Linked DNA regions of Pan troglodytes: region 1 is linked to region 2. Evidence: chromatin contacts called from public Hi-C data. All regions are on one chromosome and are shown on one strand. The core of a region is the stretch at or near the end of the contact, and the rest is flanking DNA. Distances in the headings are between cores, read along the strand shown. Region 1 overlaps HSPB7 (heat shock protein family B (small) member 7). Region 2 has its middle 26 kb from the start of EPHA2.

The links. Hi-C and Micro-C count contacts between places; a contact is called where the count stands out from the background.
Region 1: a contact with region 2 is called in a Hi-C map of induced pluripotent stem cells, with 2.0 times the contacts expected there. The contact joins two enhancer-like sites. A contact is called at or near these places in 2 of 7 Hi-C or Micro-C datasets (induced pluripotent stem cells and stem cell-derived neural progenitor cells).

The regions. Positions count from the first base shown.
Region 1 is chr1:215,190,294-215,194,552 of NHGRI_mPanTro3-v2.0_pri, forward strand. HSPB7 (heat shock protein family B (small) member 7) reads left to right here. Exons shown (of 3, transcript XM_009449005.5): 3 at 1-839. Among named protein-coding and RNA genes, the nearest start is that of HSPB7, 5.3 kb to the left of the region's middle. Within about 2 kb of position 1,543, at least 11 of the 24 cell types and tissues checked have an H3K27ac peak or open chromatin away from gene starts, as enhancers often do. A contact at or near this core is called in induced pluripotent stem cells and stem cell-derived neural progenitor cells, where this site is marked.
Region 2 is chr1:215,023,091-215,027,145 of NHGRI_mPanTro3-v2.0_pri, forward strand. No RefSeq gene overlaps it. Among named protein-coding and RNA genes, the nearest start is that of EPHA2, 26 kb to the right of the region's middle. Within about 2 kb of position 2,186, at least 8 of the 24 cell types and tissues checked have an H3K27ac peak or open chromatin away from gene starts, as enhancers often do. A contact at or near this core is called in induced pluripotent stem cells and stem cell-derived neural progenitor cells, where this site is marked.

The DNA.
Region 1 (4,259 bases), core at 293-2,792, 170 kb after region 2:
GCAAGGCCACGTGGGGTTGGGGGTGGGGCTGGTCCTTCTCCCTCCCACAGGCCTGTGTTCTTGGGGCTGCTCCCATGCAGACAGGATCACCTAACAGAGATGGAAGCCAGGGCATGGATGGGGCTTTGGGTCCTCGAAGTTGGACCCCAGCTTCTTGCCACCTTCCCCTCCGGGCAGTCAGCTCTCCATCCATCCCCCTCTTTAATCTATGAATCTATAGGCTCGGTGTGTGTGACACACACACCCCTATCGTTGTCCTTCAAATACTCAGCATTACCATTGGTTGAGGCCAAATTCAGAGCTTTCTCAAATCAGATTTACAATCTCCATTTTCATTAACGGGGAAACATCTCTGAGCCACTGAGTGCCGTGCTTTGTCACTGAAGGTTAGATCTGAACCCAGGGTGTCAACAGCTGCTCTCAACTCCCCACCTCTGGGCACTGAGGAGTATTTCCCCTCATTCTACCTGTCTAAGGCTATGCACCCCTCCCCACGTCTTCCAGCTGGGGGATGGGGGGAGTCATAGGAAAAGCCCCCATCTCCCATCTGGGATAGGGACCTTCCATCAGCCTTAACCCTGGGAAATGCCTGCTGCCCCCAGTGACTCTTGGTTTCGTCTCCCACATACAGAAGCAGGGTGGAGGGGAAGGGTGGGTCTCAGTTAGCAGGGGTCCCCAGGGCAAGTCAGCCTCCTCCCTCCATGCCTCTCTGGTCAGTGTGCCTTAGGGTGGCCTCTCACTCCCACCACTCTGGGCCCCTTGGGGGAGGACTGGGGAGGGGTCCGTGGGAGAGCCCTGACGCTGGAACCTGTATACATAATAAAGGACAGTTTCACAGACTTCTGGAGGCCGCCTGCCTGGAGTTCTCAAACTTAGGGCAGGGCTGGAAACCCTGAGAGAAACAGACACACCTTCTTTGAGATTTGGGGATGGGGGTTGTAGCTCAAGTTAAAGCTGAAGACCTCACAAAATGTGGGTGTTCCTCGGCCTCCTCCATGGGCTCCCCAGACCCCCCTGGGCAGGAACCCCAGGATTGTTTCTGGAAAACCCTTGCAACACCTTCTCATCCAACTGCCTGCCCTTCCCTTTTTATTATTTCTTTCCTTCCAGAGATATTTACTGTCCTGCTATGTGGCGGGCACTGTGCCAAGCACTGTTTCAGTCCCAGGCGCAGGGACGCAAAGGTGGGCAGGCTGCACCGGGTCGCCTGCCCTCTTGAAGCCCTTCTTGTACCTAATGGGGATTCTGCGGCCCAGAGAGTCTGAGTGACTGGCCCAGGGTCACACAGCCCCAGAGGCAAAGCCAGCTGGAACTTGGGGGCGGGGGGTGTCCGGGTTGGTTCAGGGAGCCTGGGGAGGGGAGCTCTCCGGAGGGGTCCCCCACCCCGCACACCCCCAGGCTTGCTCCCCAGTGCAGCTCCACCGGCTGCGGTCAGGAGGAGGGGAGGGGATCAGAGGGGGCGCGGTATTTCCAGCCTCCATGACTCACTGATTCCACTGGGCTATTTGCAGCCCCGACACTCATTGGCGCGAGGTTGGGGGAGGAGCCAGCCTGGCTCCCCCTCCCGCGCCCCCCAGCCGGGGTCAGGCTCACCATGGCGTACCGATCTCAGCGAGCCCTCCCTCGGCCGGCCGGTGCTGGGAAAGGGGGCAGCTTCCCAAGTGGTCAATGGGGCCGAAAACCACCCCCAGCCCCCAGCAGCCCCCTCCCCAGACAGCAGTTTGCGAGGATGAGGACTGCTCAGGGGACCAAGCGGCCGCTGGGCCGCTGGGGCACGTCGGGTCTGAAGGAGCCCTTGGCCGCCAGCCCGGCCAAGGTGACCCTGCGGTAGGGGAGGGCGGGTCGGCCGCGGGGCTTTCGCCGGCTCCGCCCCCTGGGCGCCCAGACTGGCCGCGGCGCTTTGTCTCCCAGCGCCCCCAACCCCCTTCCAGGCTAAATATAGGCCTGGCTGCAGGCCCTGCGCCCCGCCCCCACCCGGAAGAGTAATTATAGCCGCCCCATTCATTGAGCAACTAGTGTGTGCCAGGCGCGCCGCTGATTCCCACAAGAGTCCTGCAAAGCAGGTACTATGATTAACGGTGTGCCTAGAAGGACACGGAGGATCAGCGAGGTCAGGCAACTGGCCCAAGGTCACCCAGTCTGGAAGTGGCACGGTTGGGATGTGAATCCTTGCTATGGCTCTGGAAGGCCCTCTGCTGGGTCAACCTGGATCAGTCGCCACCACCAATGGGCTGAGGCAGCTCCCCTCCTCCCACCCTGGCAGCCCCCACAGGGAAAGGCGGTTCTCGCGTCTTGTAGCTTTGGGGGTGGGCCTGGGCAGCAGGTAGGGGAAATTGAAAAGACGCAGCTCTCTGGGGCTGGAGACCTGTGAGAAAGTCCAGGTCAGGTAGTACCAGAGACTGGGAGGGGCAGAGAGGACCTAGAAGGTTTCCTCACTTTGAAGGCCTAGCCCAGGCCAAAGGCCTCCTCCTCCAGGAAGCCCTCCAGAGCCAGAGCACAAAGAGCCCAGGCAGATGTTCAGAGCCCCTTCCCAAACCCTGTCTTCAAAGTCAGATGGAAGTAGCGCATGCTCAGGAGCCTGAGGTGAGAGGATCTCTTGAGCCCAAGATTTAGAGACCAGCCTGGACAACATGGCAAGAACCCGTCTCTACACAAAATACGAAAATTAGCTGGTATGGTGACGTGCACCTGTGGTCTCAGCTACTCGGGAGGCTGAAGTGGGAGGATGGCTGGAGTCCAGGAGATGGAGGCTTCAGCGAGCCGTGATCGCACCACCGCACTCCATCTTGGGTGACACAGTGAGACCCTGACTCAAATAAAATAAAAAATGACCGGGTGTGGTGGCTCACTCCTGCATTCCCAGCACTTTGGGAGGCTGAAGAGGGTGGATTGCCTGAGCTCGATAAATACAAAGTATTTATTTGAAATCAGCCTGGACAACATGGCAAAACTGCATCTCCACAAAAAATACAAAAATTAACAGGGTACGGTAGCACATGCCTGTAGTTCCAGCTACTTGGGGGTTGAGGCTGGAGGACTTGCTTGAGCACTGGTGGTTGAGGCTGCAGTGAGCCATGTCTGAGCCACTACACTCCAGTCTGGGCAATGGAGTGAGAACCTGTCTCAAAAAAAAAAAAAAAAGAAAAAGAAAAAAAAAAGTGACCTTTTGTATTTGACATCTTTCACCTAGCATAATGTTTTCGAGATTCATCTATATTGTAGCATGGACCAATAATCTTTTCCTTTTTAAGGCTGAAACATATTCTGTTGCATGGCTAGGCCACAATTTGCTTACCTTTTCATCGGTTGATGGATGCTTGGGTTTGGTTCCACCCTTTGGTTTTGGTGACTAGTGCTGCTCTGTGCACTTGTGCAGATTTTCTTTTTTTTCTTTTTGAGACAGAGTTTCACTCTTGTCACCCAGGCTGGAGTGCAATGGCGCGATCTCGGCTCACTACAACCTCCGTCTCCTGGGTTCAAGCGATTCTCCTGCCTTAGCCTCCTGAGTAGATGGGATTACAGGCGTGTACCACCATGCCTGGCTAATTTTATATTTTTAGTAGAGACGGGGTTTCACCATGTTGGCCAGGCTGGTCTGGAACTCCTGACCTCAGGTGATCCACCCACCTTGGCCTCCCAAAGTGCTGGGATTACACTGGCCACTGCGCGCCTGGCCATTTGTGCAGATTTTCACATGGACGAATGTTTTCACTTCTCTTGAGTATATATCTAGGAGCAGAATTGCTGGGTCCTCTGAAAGCTCCATGTTTGTTTGAGGAACTGCCAGACTGTTTCCCAAAGTGGCTGTACCATTTTACATTCTCACTGATGATTTTACTTAATTCATGGTTAATGAAGGAACCAGTAAGATGTTACAAGCAGTTCAAAGAAGGAGGCAAAGAACAGATGATATCTGTAGGTCAGGGAATATTGAAATGAATGTGCACAGAGGTAACACTGGCTTCTTCCACAGTTGGGAAGGAGAGTCCACTGGACTTGAACAGGACAGGACAGAATGTGCTTGTCTGTAGACAAGAAGTATGTTGCATTCCTACGGGCTACTTACAATAGACAGAGTTGTAAAATAGCTCAAAGGCAAAGAAAAATGCTCACCCCCTTGAGAATCAGACAATGCGTAGATGGTATTGGATATGTTTTGTGATCTTTTTTGCATATTCCAAATTTTTCACACCTCTGTCACCTTGGGCCTAAAGGAAATAATGTATACAGTGGTCCATTTCCAAAACAAAGTGGCTTGA
Region 2 (4,055 bases), core at 936-3,435:
AATGTCAAACTGGCTCATCCCTGGGGGTAGGAATCAGCAAGAGAAGACCTGGATTGGAATTCCAGGACCACACTGACTGGCTGTGTGGCCTTGGGCAAGTTCCTTTACCTCTCTGAGCCTCCGTTTCTTCATCAATGAGAGGCAAATTGTCCTCCCACCATGTCATGCTGTTGAAAGGAATCAAGTGCCCAGCGCAGTGCCCGGCCTGCAGGACGTGCTCAAGAAATGGCTTTTGCAGAACACGACAGAATCTTCCCCAGCGGGACCTGTTCTCCCAGGGCCTGTGGGGAAGGAAATGGCGGGATCTTCTGCTCAGCCATCTTACATTAATCAGCATGCAGTCATCATGTTCACACCAGCTCTAATTGTTCGCTGCTGAAATGGGCTCGAGCTTTGGGGCTCTCACCTCAGCCAGCCCGGGGCTCCGGGCTTGGGCAGAGCTGGTGCATGGAGCAGGTCTGGGGCTCCTGGCATGAATGAAGCTGAAATGTGGACAGGTGCAGTCGGGATGTGGAAGAACCCAGCCTTGGGCAAGTCCCTTTACCTTTACTCAAAGAGGAGAGTGGGTGAGGCTGCCCGGGGTGGGGGGCACTGGCCGGGCACCTGCAGGTGGGGAGGCCTGGCCATCTCTGGAGCAGCTCCGGTGATGAACTTTGGTCAAAGAACTCGTCCTAGAGGGTTTGTCCCACACCTGCTTCTGGTCTTAGCACGTGACCCCTGCTCCAGATAGGTCCTTCTTGTTTGTTTTGGGCTTGAGAGGAATTAATGAAATTGTTAGGGTAATTGGCAGCACGGCGGGCACCATCCAAGACTGGCAAAGGGGGGCTGGGAGGACCGAGAGGAGAGAGCCTGGCACACGGGGATTGCTTAACAGATGACGGTGAAGAGGGAGGGGTGTGTAAGTGGCGGATGGCATGTAGGAGCGAATCAGTGAATGAACAGTGAGTGAGTGACTCAATGAACGCGTAAGCTGGAACCTCAGTAATAGCATTGGCCAACACTCGTGTAGTTCTCACTACATGTGCAACGTCGTTCTAAGCACTTCACTTGTAAAACTCATTCAGTCCTCTCAAAAACCCTGTGAAGGAGGCACTATGATTACCTCTGTATTTTTTTTTTTTTTTTGAGTCTCACTCTGTTGCCCAGGCTGGAGTGCAGTGACGAGATGTCAGCTCACTGCAACCTCCGCCTCCTGGGTTCAAGCAATTCTCATGCCTTAGCCTCCCGAGTAGCTGGGATTACAGGTGCCTGCCCCCACACCTGGCTGATTTTTGTGTTTTTAGTAGAGACAGGGTTTCACCATGTTGGGCAGGCTGGTCTCGAACTCCTGACCTCAAGTGATCCATCTGCCTTGGCCTCCCAAAGTGCTGGGATTATAGGCGTGAGCCACCGCACCCGGCCGATGACTACACTTTACAGAGAAGGGACCAGAGGCACAGAGAGGTTAAGTAACTTGTCCAAAGTTACACAGCTGGGAAGTGACTGAGTTCAGACTAGAACCCCGGCAGGCTGGCTCCGTAGTCTCCAGGTACCAAGCACCTTCAGGATCATGAAGAGAGTTCAGAGCAGAGGGGATAGGAGGATGGATTCCTCTTTTGCAGTCTCGGCCTTGAGACTCCAGGCTTCATGTCATTCAGTCTGTCATTCATTCATGCTGCATAGTCGCTGGTCAGCCGCTTACTCACTCACGCACTCACTGAGCGCCGGCTCTGGGAGTGTGAAGCGGGGAGACTTGTAAGATTCTGTCCTCCCCGGTCCTAGTTTACCTTTCAGGGCTCAGTTCAATGCCACCTCCTCCAGGAAGGCCACAGGGCTCTAGGCTTCCCCTGATCTCCCCAGCTAGGCAGTGCTTATGTTCTCAGTTCTTGGAATACCATGGGTGCTCAATAAATGCTTGAGGAGGCATCCTGTTGCTGCTGAGCCTTCTCCTGGGGTCTCGTGGCTTTCCCAGCTCTTTGTCCCTTCCTGTCCTCACCCCAGCCAGGATGCTCCTGTATCTGGACAGAGCCTGGATCCCCCCACACCTCCCATGACCTTCCCATACCACCAGCGGAGTGGAAACTCCCCGAGCACTGGGTCCAGCCGGAGGCCACGGTCAGCAGCGCTGGGATTCACCCCTGCCCTGAAAGGGAGGGACCTGGGCCCGCCCGGGCTCAGCAGCCAACAGCAGCCTCTTCCTTCCCTGGCGAAGTGTTTGTTTTCAAATTCCTGAGGCCTGCGTCACCCCCAGCCCTGTGTCCGCTGGCCCCGGCTGCCTCTGCTTCCTTCCTCCGCTTGCCGGACCAGGCTGATCTGTGGGGTGGGGTGCTGGGCCAAGCCTCTCCCGCCCATTGCCCACCAGCTAGGGCCAGAGCCTCGAGCTGGCTGACTGGAGAGCCCCAGAGGTTGGTAGGACATGGGATAAGGGAACTCAGGACCCCTCATCCCAGCCCCTCTGGATAGAGCAGGGAAATTCCAAGTCTTTTTGCTCTTCAGGGAACAGTGCAGGCTGGCAAAGAATCATGGGCTGGTAGCCGGAAGTAGCTATCTTCATCCCAGCTATCTTCTGGGTTAGCTGGGATGGGGAAGTTCTGAGCAGGGCACATGCCCCTAAGCAGGCCTGGTCTGGGCCCAGAAGGCCTGGTGCAGGTCAGACTTCATTCAAGCTCTCTTCCTGGCCGGGAGTCTTTTTTTTTTTGAGACGGAGTCCCGCTCTGTTGCCCAGGATGCAGTGCAGCAGCGCGATCTCGGCTCACTGCAACCTCCACCTCCTGGGATTACAGGCGCCCACCACCACACCTAGCTAATTTTTGTATTTTTAGTAGAGACGGGGTTTCACTATGTAGGCCCGGCTGGTCTCGAACTCCTGACCTCAAGTGATCTGCCCGCCTTGGCCTCCCAAAAGAGCGGGGATTACAGGCATAAGACTTTGCATCCAGCCAGCGCTGGGAGTCTTGAACAACTAGGGCAGTGGGGTGGGTTTCAAACTTGACCTCATGTGCATCAGAATCAGCTGGGGTGTGTGGTAAATGGGCAGACGCCCAAGCCCTGGCCTCTGAGATTCTGATTCAGGGAGTCTGGGATCTCAGGGATCTGAAGTTTTGGCTTCCCAGGTGATTCTGCTGCCAGAGGCCCAAACTGTGGAAAGCCAACGCTCAAGAACGTGAATAACACACAGCCAGGCCCAGCTCTCCCACTCACATGCTGCTGACCTTTTAGAGCTGCACTGGCCAGTTCTGTAGGTACTATTTAAATCTAGAGGCCGGGCGCAGTGGCTCATGCCTGTAATCCCAGCATTTTGGGATCCAGGGTGGGTGGATCTCTTGAGGTCAGGAGTTCGAGACCAGACTGGGCAACATGGTGAAACCCCATCTCTACAAAAAGCACACAAAAAATTAGCTGGGTGTGGTGGCGTACACCTGTAGTCCTGGCTACTCAGGAGGCTGAGGTAGGAGGCTGGCTTGAGCCCAGAAGGCAGAGGTTGCAGTGAGCTGTGATTGCGCCACTGTACTCCAGCCTGAGTGACAGAGCGAGACTCTGTCTCAAATAAATAATTAATTTAAATTAATTAAAATGAAATAAAATTAAAGTCAGCTCTTCAGGTGCACCAGACGCATCTCAAGTGCTCAGTAGCCGCGTGCAGCCAGTGCGGAGCAGATGTAAAATGTTTCTATCCATTCATCATTCCATCCACAGCAAGTTCTTCTAGACTGCTGTTCTCCAATGTCAGTTTCACAGAGGCAGAGACTTTTGTCTGCTGTGTTCATTGCTATATCCACAGCATCTGACTCATGCCTAAAACACAGCAGGGGACCAGTAAATTTTTTTTTTTTTTTTTTTTTTTTTGAGATGGAGTCTCACTCTGTCACCCACCCAGGCTAGAGTGCAATGGCACAATCTCGGCTCACTGCAACCTCCACCTCCCGGGCTCAAGTGATTCTCTTGCCTTACCCTCCCGAGTAGCTGAGACTACAGGTGTGCAGCACCACGCCTGACTAATTTTTGTATTTTTAGTAGAGACGGGGTTTCACCATGTTGGCCAGGCTGGTCTCGAACTCCTGACCTCAAGTGATCTG